3 separate regions of the Mus musculus genome follow, and regions 2 and 3 are each linked to region 1. A link is a contact called in public promoter capture Hi-C data. All regions are on one chromosome and are shown on one strand. Each heading gives the region's core, a stretch centred on a gene start, on an enhancer-like site or on the middle of the called end of the contact. The rest is flanking DNA. Distances are from core to core; before and after follow the strand shown.

Region 1 (3,903 bases), core at 21-2,520:
TTTTTGCTTGATGGGAGCAGAAAGCCTTGTGGTTACAAAAGCAGGCCAGAGCAGGTTAGCAAAAATTCCTGTAAGTGCCTGAGGGTCAAGCTGACCTCAATGTCAGCCCAAGGTCAGGTCAGGATTTAGCAAAGATGTTTTTCTTGCTTCACTCTTATGGCCTCACAGGTGTTCTACATAGACTTACATGTAGGCAAAACAGCCATGCACATGAAGTAAATACACTAGTAATAATTTAAAACTTTGGTGGCCATCGTGGCACATATCTTTAACTCCAGCACTTAGTAGGCAGAAGTAGAGGCAGGCAGATCTCTGAGTTTAGGTCAGCCTGGTCTACATGGAGTATATGAGTACACTATAGCTGTACATATGGTTGTGAGCCTTCATGTGGTTGTTGGAAATTTAATTTTAGGACATCTGCTCGCTCTAGTCGGCCACCACTCACTCAGGCCCAAAGATTTATTTAATAAGTACATGGTCGCTGTCTTCAGACATACCAGAAGAGGGCCAGATCTCACTACAGGTGGTTGTGAGCCACCATTTGAACTCGGGACCTTCGGGAAAGCAGTCAGTGCTCTTACCCGCTGAGCCATCTCACCAGCTCCACAGTGAACCTTTATATTCTACTTTGTGACCTTAACCTTTGGGGCGGGATCTGCGCCATTCTGCATGATGCACACGCATGTTTAGTCATTTGAAGACTTCCCCACTGAGGCTGAGGACGGGAAGACAAGAAGGAAGTAAGACAGTGTATACACAGGGACACAATGATTTCCTAATGGCTAGCTTCAGGGTTTCACAAGTCACCCGAGCACCAGTAGTAGCCCCTAGAAGCCCACAGTTATAGCAGTCCTTCGCTAACCTAGGCCTTCTTGCCTTCCCTGTTCCTTTAAGACTAAAGGAGCCATCGGCTTGGCCCACCAGCTTCCCAGTCATCTTCAACCCCAACACGCCCTGGGAACACAACGCCTTTCAGAAGGCAGATAAATGGCCCTGGATTGGAACCGGGCGTGATTTAAGACGTGGGGGAAGCAGGTGGAGGTGAAAAAAATCTCGGGATCTACACATGGGCTGTCAAATGTCATGGCTCTTCATGGGACACGTGTTCAGAAAATCATGGAGTGGGCATGATTGGAGGGTAGAGCTACTTAGAGGGGAGTAGGAAAAGAAAACAGACAGGCTGAGGGGAGGAACCAAACTGGGAGCCTCACAAGAGGAGCGATGCACCGCCTCCGGCCCTAACCACGCCCACAGAGGGATCGGCGGTCACGTGGTGCCCAGTGGGTTGGCCTCCGGAGTGAAGATGGCGTCAGTGAGGAAGGCTTTCCCGCGGAGGCTGGTGGGCTTGACGTCCCTCCGGGCTGTAAGTGCTCCCCAGGCGGGTGACAGTCATGGGATCGGGCGGGCCTCCTCAGCTGCTGTGACAGGCGGAGGAGCGGGACCGCTCGAGGGACTGTTGCCGGGAGGATTTGAGAGTTCCGGACCCAGCCGGTCTGGCTCAGATCCATTGCAAGAAACGGGGAAACTGAGGCGGCGGGAAGAGAATCGACCCGCTGTGACTGTGGAGACCGGGGACACCATCCTGGGCGTCCTACCTCCCTTACGGTGACCCTGACTCCTTCCCCTATTTGAGCTTCGGATCTCTCCGGCCCTTCATTAGTGGAAAACAGTGTTCAGTGTGGGAAACACAAGCATCCCTGTCTGCCGCCTTACTCGGCCCTTGTTGCTTTTATGGACGCCTGGGGAGAACTTGGATCGCGTGGGCCGGACAGGGATTCCCTCAGAACTGTCCTTTGGGCATGTTTGGTCCTGGCATTCTGACCACGCGCAGTTATTTGAAGGAAGGGGGGGGGGGCAAAAAGAGCTGTGCTGGCTAAACCGCAAACTGGTGTCCGGGTGATCTGCCACTTTCTAGGCTGAGTGACAGAGGTGTGTACTCAGCTTGCTTATACGTAAAATGCAGAGTCTCAGGATGATTTAGTGAGTGACCAGTCAGTCGGTGGTGGTGCTTTGTGAGAGTTGGACTTAGGAGCGATCAGCGCCAGCGTCACTGCTACACCCTCAGCTCTGTGATGGCGCTGTTACGATTTTATGTTGGGGAGTTTAGGCATTGTATTAGCACTTGGAAAAACTACTTTCCTTGCAGCTCGTGGGTGCCTCTCAGAAAGCCCAGAAAGCCACTTCTGGCCGGGCATGGTGGCTCACGCCTTTAATCCCAGCACTCGGGAGGCAGAGGCAGGCGGATTTCTGAGTTCGAGGGGAGCCTGGTCTACAAAGCGAGTTCCAGGACAGCCAGGACTACACAGAGAAACCCTGTGTCGAAAGAAACAAAAACAAAAAAAAAACAAAAAAAAAAAAAAACAAAAACAAAAAAAATGGGAAAGAAAAAGAAAGCCACTTCTGCATCTTTAGTCTACCCACTTCCAATGATTGCTCAGGGATCAAATGAAAAGGCAAATATCAACGTGAAAAGTTAAGGAAATAAACCCGAGGGGGAGAGGGGGAGAGAATGAGAATTAAGTAACATGGTGGGTCATAATATCTATCTATCTATCTATCTATCTATCTAAGACAAAGTTTCTTTCTATATAACTTTGGTATTCACTACATAGACCAGGCTAGCTTCAAACTCAGAGCCTGCTATGACTCTGGGCTTACAGGCATGGACCACCATGCCCAGCTAGGGATAATTTTTACAAACTAGTGTGAGGAAATGATCCCTCATGAGTCTTATGGCACAAGATGGCACTTTTATTTCATTTGGTTTGGTTTGGTTGTTCCGTTTTTGGTTTGGTTTGGTTTTTAAAGGCAGGCTTACTCATCCTTGGCTGTCTGGACTCAATTAGTAGACCAGGCTGGCTTTGAACTCACAGAGATCTACTTGCCTCTGCCTCCCAAGTCCTGGGATTATTAAAGGGATTAAAGGCATGCACCACCAGGTGAGCTATCTGACTTGGGTCTGAGAACCCTACTCAGATCTTCTGTGGAGCCATCTCTTCGACCCTGGGCTTTTTAAAAATTTCTCACATATCTCAGGCTGACCTCAAGTTTGCTGTGTAGCAACTTGAAAGCAGCCATGAGCTTCTGATTCCCCCTGCTTCCATCTCCCAAGCGCTGGGCCTCAGGCCTCGGGCCGCGAGCCACCACACCTGGCTGGGTTGTTGTGTTTAGAGCTGTGTGCTGGAGGAAGTGGAACTAAGTTCACTGTGTTCCAGAAAAGGAAGTTGGAAGCAGGCTCTGCTTCAGTGTGTACTCACTGAGCCTCTGCTATGTCTCAGGGCCTTGGGAAGAGCAATGCACAGATCCAGTCCCTGACCTGTGACACTCGCGCCCCTCTGGGCGTTTTAGGTCTTTTTAGTCTGACAGTCTGTTGGAGGGAGACGTCGTTATATGGACCTTTCACTCAGCTTGACGACTTCTTGGGTTGTATTATTATTATTATTATTATTATTATTAATGTCATTATTAATTTTTAATTTTATGTGTATTGGTGTTTGCCTGCATGTCTGTCTGTCTGTGTGAGGGTGTTGGATCCTTGAGTTGGAATTCCAGACAACGGTGAGCTGCTATGTGGTTGCTGGAAATTGAACTCAGGTCCTCCGGCAGAGCAGCCAGTGCTCTTCACTGCTGAGCCACCTCTCCAGCGCCCTGCCGACTTCTTGTAATTCAGGTGCTTGTCAGAAACTGTTCCAGCTAAAACCCAAAGCCGCTTCAGGTGCGCTGACAAGCGAGCTCCAGTTGATTTCCTCAAGGTCTTCACGGGCTTGGAGAACTTTGGCATGCATGGCATCTTTCTCTTTGACCCATTGCAGTATGTTTACCTGGGTGTGGGGGAAGGGCTGGAGTGATGGCTCCCTGCTTTAAAATGATCGCTGCTCTTCCAGAGGACCTGGTCTTGACTCC
Region 2 (3,757 bases), core at 1,045-3,544, 260 kb before region 1:
GGGCTATCTCTGACTCTTTTGCCTACTTTTGGGACCCTTGTCCATCCTTAACATGAGAGGATGTGCCTAATCTTATTGCAAGTTGATATACCATGTTTGGTTGATATCCCACTCTTTCCTGAAGGGAAATGGAGGAGGAGTGGATCTGGGGAGAGGGAAGGTGGAAGGGAGGGACTGGGCGGAAAGGGGGAGATGGAAACATTGTCAGGGAATGTAATATATGAGAGAATTAAAAAAATAGGTAGAAATCAATAAATTAGCATTGCCTTTTGAGTGAAATAGTTCACTACTGTCTTTAGAGTCCTCATCTCCGGGATAGTGTTTTGAGTTTCTGTGGAAGAGCAAGCAAAAGCCAGATTTGTTTTTCTGAGTAGCAAGGGAGCACGTGAGAGTGATGTAAGTTGAATACAGCCGTGAACCTGAGCACAGTGCAGTAGATAACAAGAAAGGAATTAGCTGCGCTTCTTGTCTCTATAATTAGCCTTTTGTTTACTTCACCATTAACCTGCTCATAAGAAACAGTCATTACTTGGGGAAAAAAAATGTAAAGAAAAAAATCCTCTTTACTCCAAAATAATGGCCATTACTGTAGAGGGAGATGTCTAGATATTTCTCTCTATGATGTCTAGGAAGACATAGCTTTATCCAGCTTTTTGCTCCTTTTGTTTTAATTGAAACAAAGTCTTGAGTAGATCAGGCTAGCCTCAACTGAATCCCTATAAAGCTGAGAAGCAGTGGTCTTCACTTCAAAATAAGAGTCCTGGGACTCCGAATTCGTTTGGTCTTCATTTCAGAATAAGGGTCCTGGAGCCCCAGCAGAGAATCAGTTTGTGTTGAGAACTTGCAAAGTAGAGTCAGCCCAGAGAAAAGGCAAACATGTTTGGGGCACCAAATGTGACACAAAAATGGTTTTTATGCCCCTAATCTCATTTCTCGGCTCTCTTTGGTTCCCATTGGCTGAATTCTTCAGGGAGCTAAAATCTACCTGCTGTCTAGTATTGTCCCCTTCCGGAATTCCTTATCTAAATGGTACAGGACACAAACCTTTCCTTTTCTGATATGTGAGCTTACAGGCGGGCAGACTACCTGTAACTTTCAACCCTAGAACACACTGACAATACCTAGAGAAGCAGACACCAGCTGCTAGGCAGAGGAAAAAGGGGCCTAGAGCCCCTCCACCATCTCTGACGAGCCCTAAACACACCTTATACTGAAAATGGATCATAATGATTGATTTCTTACATAGCCAAGGTTAACCTTGAACTCCTGGTCCCCCAACCTCTATCAACCCAGGGCTGGGATTGCAGGTGTGTACCTTAAAAAGCTCATAATTTTAGGATGTGTTTTTGTGCTTCTCGAATGTAGTTTAAAAAATCCCAGACACCTCTTGTTGTGCTGGGCCTGAACAGAGCAGAGTTTAAAAAAAAAATCAAATCAAAATAACTCGAGTTAAAGTTGGGTCCCCAGACAGAAACTAAGCTGTCTATTGAATCCCCCAGGAGATCAAGAGAAACCTGAGCTAATGGCCTGCTTTCCAAAAGTCCAGCTTTTGTTCTTTTTCTATCTTGTATGTATTCTGCAACAATTCCATAGAGATATCAATGTACCTATGTGGTATCCACCCCAACTCCCCATTCGCACTCCGTGCAGGCAAAATGCAGAAGATGAAGTCCATAACCCTTAATCCTTACACACAAAAGGACACACACACACACACACACACACACACACACACACACACACACACGTTGTTGTCCTAGCCTTGTCCCGACTCTACCTATAAGGAGAGTAATTTAGAAAGATCCCGCTTCCCCTTCCGTGGTTTCGCAGGTTTCTGGTTTCGGCCCTTCTGTTTACAAAACCAGCGTTTCCCACTTGGCTAGTTAGAATGGTTTGTGTGGTGGAATGAAGTGTCCCCTGCTCCAGGATAGAAAACAAAGCCTGAAGCGATGTCCTTTCTGGTTAGTAGCGACACAGACCGCGTTGCAGCTTAGGACAGCCTCCTCCAAGCTTTTACCGCGATGTAGGCGGGGAGTAACAAGCCTGCCGGGAATTCCTGCAGAAACTCAGTAAGAAACTCGCAAGACAGGCTGGGTGCCATCCCCCGCTCCGCCTGCAAAACGGGAGTCTTGCCAGTCTCCTCGAACTCTACCCTAGGTGCTATTTACTCCTCAACGGAACCCCAGAACTGGATTTCTTGTCTGATTTTTAAAAAATGTTACTGAGAGCCCCGCCCCCACCCACGGCAGGCGACGCGGGGCAGCCCTAGGTGAATCCCCACCGGTGGCACCGCCGGAGGCTCCTCCTCCCTGGGCCGCCGCCCTTGTCACCTGCCGCCCAGGGGCCTTGCGGCGGGCGGCGGGGACCCCAGGGACCGAAATGTGGCGGGCCGACCGGTGGGCGCCCCTACTCCTGTTCCTGTTGCAGAGCGCCCTAGGTAAGTACGGACCGCGGGGACCGCGGGGACCGCGAAGATGTGCCACCCACCCGAGGTCCCGAGAGGGGACTTGGTGCTGGGCCTCAGGGATTCTGTACACTTGCCGCGGGTTTGCTTGGTCCCAGAGTGAAACAATCCTGAGCTTGGACGGCCTTTTCTGGACGAAAGGATCCCGGTTTCCTTATTCCAGGCAGGGCCGGGAGTTCCAGGCACAGACACCGGAAAGCGTTGACTGTATTTGTTGACCGAATCCCAGAGTGCATACCTGATTGACACTTTTAATAGGGGACATACAGGAGCTGCCGGGATCCAGCTCTGGTTGATCTGGTCCCTGCTAGGAGACTCTTTAACGGGGCATTTTCTCTCTTTGTCTTTCATCTGGTAAGACAGCGGGGCACAGAATACCCGAGGCCAGGACCCAAGCACCGAACCCCAATTTTCCACTCATCAACTTCCCCAGGGAGGAAGCCATGGGCATACTTCAGAGTCCTAGACGCAGTCAAAGGAGCAGGAAGGGTTCTTAGAGCCGATAAACAATCATAAACGTTCATATTATTTTTGGTTGCTTCTTTGTCCTGGCCACTGTGTTCTCCTTAAGGTTTTCAACCCAGCTGCTCTAAGTGGTAGACAGTCATCATTTTTAAGTGAGGGAAACTGAGGCTCAGAGCACTTCATAGGTTGCTTTAGAAGTACCCCAGAGGGGCACACACAGGGCAGAGGAATAAGGCTGAGCCCTAGGTTTGCCCATGACCAGTGCTGCCCCTGCCCTGAGCGAGCTCACAGCTCTGTAGCAGTGTTTTTGAGTTAACGAGGGTCTTGGGGGACACGGGATTATGTTCCATCCCTGACACAAACTGGTTTAGTTAACATTGATCTCTGAGCCGTGTCTCTTTGATGATGGCTGTGGGTAACACCTTGCCCCAAGGGGTAGTCTGTCCTGAGGACTGAATGACATTTTATACAGTGCTATACCAGTCCCTGGAACCCTTGAAGACTCTGTGAAGTGTGGCAACTCTGAACTGTGACTTTCCCCATGTGGCCAAGCTCAAACTTTGGGCCTGTCCTGCTCATGGATGGCTCACGGATGGCTTAAAACTAAGGGGCTTACATACAGAGTGGCCTCTTGCTAGACAAACTGGAAGCTGGGTTTAACTGCGGTGTCTCAATTATGCACCTTCAGGGCACAGGACAGGAGAGAAAAAGACACCCACATCTGGGGTCAAAAATGAGGGGGCAGCCCTGGCGTGAGCTTGAGCTGAGAGAATCATGTAGACTTGGGCTTACCTTGCCTGGTGCCTAAAAAAAAAAAAAAAAATGTAT
Region 3 (3,780 bases), core at 55-2,554, 300 kb after region 1:
GTGTTAAGGCCCCGCCCTTCCGGACCCATCCCGGACCTCTCCACAACACTCCGCTATAGCCAAGGACTTTTCAGCTCCTCCCCCGGCCACCTCCTCACCTCCCCACCCCCTGCTGACATGTCAGTGATCCCCAAGCTTTGTTCTCTGAGTGCTCCAGGAGAGCCGTCTGGCTCAGGACGCTAGAAATACCTGGAACACAGTAGGAGCTCAGTAAATAGAATAACCGCTTGCGGCCTGACCGACTACACAGACCTCCCCCTCCCCCAAACTTCCATTCTGCCTTTTGAGGCAATAAATTTCACTTCTTGGGACGGGGATGAGGCCCCAGCTGGGCCTTACACTTGCCCTCTCTCCCTCCTCTCCCCACCCCAGCTGTGAGGAATACAGTCCTCTTTAATGGTTATTCTGCCCAGCCTGCCGCCCCTGAGATTTTTCTTGCTAGTTGACTGGATACCGTTTGTCGAATGAAAAAAAAAAAAAAACAAAAAACAAAAAACCTTGACCGTCATCACACTGCAGCAGTTGGGAGACAGGTGTCCACAACAGGCTCCAGACTTGTTTCTCTGAGGTTATCTCAGAAAGTTCCTTCACACACTGTGAGCCCTCTTCTGCCCCGCTTCAAATCAGAGACCCTCGCAGAAAGGTCATTTTCTGTCAGGAGGGGAACTAGGTCTTCAGCGAATTCTTGGAATTACCGCTCGCGAGCCGAGAGTGGGAGGCAGAGTTATTCCCTCCACCCCAAATTACTCTTCCAAGCCCACCCCCTGTGTACCGGAATCACCCAAAACTTAGTCTTTCGGAGCGTGGTCCCGATACCCCTTTGAGAGGTTGTTAGAAAAAATAAAGACTGGCCGGCAAAGGGCTCTGAGTATACCTCGCGAGTACGTGTACGGCACAGGCCTTGGGCGCACCAAGGAGCCTACCTAAGTTAGGGCAGAGCTGACGTCAAAATCTGCACCAAGATGCGATGAATTCACCAACTTTCCCAGCTTGGGCATAGCTCCCTCTGGGAGCGCAGTGATGCTGAGACCCGGCAGCTCTGTACTTCCCACTGCTATGCTGACACTCATCACCCCCGAACCCTCATGCTCGAATCTCCCTGGAGCCTGGGGCACCCCTAGGAGAGTTGGAAGAGAAGAGCCCCTTCTTCCAGATTGGTCCTCCCCTCCCACTTACACACCCCCTGAGGCACGACCCGCCAGGCTCAGGCAATCTTTGCCCGGGCAGTCCTTGAAGTCTATATTTAGTGCCCGCCACCCCTCCCCCCAGCGATGGGAGGGGCGCGCCCCGCCCCCTCCCGGCTCGAGTGTCCGGTGTGTTTGCGGCCCTTGCGGCTCGCGCCTTGGCGCCCGCTGCTGCCCTGCGCCCCTAACCCCGCCGTGCGTTGTGGACCAACATGGGCCTGGAAGAGGAGCTGTTGAGGATCGCCAAAAAGCTGGAGAAGATGGTGTCCCGGAAGAAGACGGTGAGGCTGCAGAGTTTGCAACGCAGCCCCCGGGCCACGGAGGCAAGACTCCCCCAGCTATGGGCTTGGTGGGCGTGCCGGCCCTGTGCCCGAAGGGAGCGCGCGGGTCAGGGGACACGGGACTGGGGAGGAGTTGCCCGGCAGGGGGTCCCCCGGCTACTTGCTGGCCACTTTAGGATGGGCATGTGCATGGCCAGGTCTGGAGGGGATCGTACAGAGTCCCCTAAGGCGCGCGACTGTTGCAAGTCACTGTGGACGGGTTGGGTGCGCTCCTGGGCAGCTTGCGCGGAGCAGAGAAAGAGCAAGGAGAGACACAAACCCAGGGGAGGACATTTAGGAGTCTGGGGGTTCGGGATGTGCGCTAGGCCCGGGGAGCTGCAGGCGCAGCGAGAACTGGAGGGGCACGTTTTGGGTGACTTCAAAAAGGATCGGAGAACTTCGGGCTGAGAAGGGGGCGCCGAGCCTCGTTTGCACACCCCAGGAGACCCGAGCGAAGGGCGGTGACTGAAGTGCCAGGAGTTCTGTTTGCAACTTTTTCCTTGGCCGCGGGATGGGGCCCTGGCGGGCGGAGGTGAACAGGTGCGGGGCGGGGGAAGGAAAAGATGGGGCCTGGGCTGGCCCAGAGGGGGAGGTGCACGAAGGAGAACTGTGGCGGGAGGTGGGGGTCCGCAGCCCTGGTCGCCCGAGGGTCCCTGAGCCCTCAGTCCGGGTAGCACCGAGCTGGATCCAAATGGAAAGTTAATGTTTGATCTACCTAGCGATCTTTGCCTCAGGCTGGAAGCTGGCGACTGTGCCAATTCTAGAGGGGCGTGGACTGAAAGGGAGAAGACCAGGGACCCTGTGAATGAGGCCCTCCATGCTGACTTGCCGCGGGGTCCTTTTCTTCTACATAGTTTCTAGCAACGAGTTGCACCAGGACCTGCATTGCCAGGACATTCCAGGAAAATTGGAAAACTCTGGGGCCCAAAGAGAGGTTTCAGACCCGGGATGAGTGACAGGCTGGAGCAGCCAAGGAGTGTTAGGCTTCCTGAAATTGTTACCTGGTAACAATGAGAGAGATGGTGGTGTTGGTAAAATGGTGAGAGGCTGAGGCTGCGGTTTCTTTGTCTGTAAGAGGATGGATTGCCTGGGGGAAGAACATGGGGGCGGGGAGGCAGTAGGGAGAGTTGAGAGTGAGTGAGATAGGACTGGAGGTGACGTTAAAAGATGCCTCCACCCGTCACCTGCCGAGCTTCGGCGGCACTTTCCTTTGGCTCCCAGCCCCGACTGCGAGACTGCGCTGCGCTAGGCTTCCCCCAATGTCGCCAGAAAAACCTAAACTCAAGTCACAGGACATTCTTCCAACTAAGAACCCCAAACTACATGGTATTTCGGGTAGACAGATTGTCTAAGCCTAACCCCCTTGCTCACCCCAGATTTGGGCCAGTAAAGGAAGCCTGGGCTTTGGGCTGAGAAGGATTTGGGAGTAGGAGGAGGCGCTAAGGAAGACAGCCAGGTTGAGAAGATTAAGGGGACTGCTCTGGCTTCCCTCTTAATCCGTTTACACTCCTAGGCTAGCTATTCTACTCTCCTCTGGACCTCAGTTTCCTCTTCTGTGAAATGGGAAGAGGAAATAGGGCCTCTTGGGAGTGGGCATCCCAAGTAGTGCCAGGACAGTCTTCAGGAAAGCCGAATGGTTGGCCACAGGATCCTTACAGGGCACAACTGTGTAGAGTCACAATTGTGTCTGGAGTCTGCGCCTGGGCTCTAGCAGGGTTTGTGTAGGCACAGAGCTCTGGACTTCTGCCTGAGAAAGGCGGGCCTGGACCGAGAGTGAAAGTGGGCCTGCCCAGTGGTGGTTAGTCCAAGAAGGCATACTTCCTGCAATAAGACAGATCCTCCACGTAGCAGCGCAGGGCTGGAATTTGTTTATTCAGTGACTTGGGGCTGTGTCAGATACTGTAAGCATGCACCGGCTAAACCGCTTGCAGGAGACAAACACACACCAGCTAAGTGCACACTAATGACACATCAACAGAGCCACACACTGCTATCTAGCAAGCAACTTCTATTTGACGGCATGTGGGCTGTGGCTCCTGACACTAACAGAACAGGCATGACGCACATGCTCTGACAGTTTCGGTTAAAGCAGGTAGATACCCCACCACCACCACCAAAGCCGATAGCACGATAGCACGGCTTCCCTGGGAAATGCAAAGCCAACAGGCTAGTTTATAGTTTCAGACATCATCGCTTGGGAACAAACAGACACAGAGGGTCCTGAGCTGCGTCCTCACTTCTCCACACTGGCACCAGAGAGTGTCTTTGCCACACAG

What was found. Capture Hi-C pulls out chosen DNA fragments and counts their contacts.
Region 2: a promoter capture Hi-C map of adipose tissue shows a contact between it and region 1. The contact joins the promoter of Ifnlr1 here to the promoter of Hmgcl in region 1. A contact is called at or near these places in 5 of 484 Hi-C or Micro-C datasets (the HL-1 cell line, Th1 cells, large pre-B cells and 2 more), 5 of 115 datasets of contacts at active chromatin or transcription factors (embryonic stem cells and pancreatic cancer cells) and 3 of 9 other capture datasets (adipose tissue, embryonic stem cells and pancreatic islet).
Region 3: a promoter capture Hi-C map of liver shows a contact between it and region 1. The contact joins the promoter of Tcea3 here to the promoter of Hmgcl in region 1. A contact is called at or near these places in 1 of 39 promoter capture datasets (pre-B cells) and 3 of 9 other capture datasets (adipose tissue, liver and pancreatic islet).

Annotation. Positions count from the first base shown.
Region 1 is chr4:135,945,178-135,949,080 of GRCm38.p6, forward strand. It overlaps Hmgcl (3-hydroxy-3-methylglutaryl-Coenzyme A lyase), which reads left to right and starts at 1,271. Exons shown (of 9, transcript NM_008254.3): 1 at 1,271-1,363. The coding sequence starts at 1,304.
Region 2 is chr4:135,684,163-135,687,919 of GRCm38.p6, forward strand. Ifnlr1 (interferon lambda receptor 1) reads left to right here and starts at 2,295. Exons shown (of 7, transcript NM_174851.3): 1 at 2,295-2,437. The coding sequence starts at 2,380.
Region 3 is chr4:136,246,653-136,250,432 of GRCm38.p6, forward strand. Tcea3 (transcription elongation factor A (SII), 3) reads left to right here and starts at 1,305. Exons shown (of 11, transcript NM_011542.2): 1 at 1,305-1,465. The coding sequence starts at 1,397.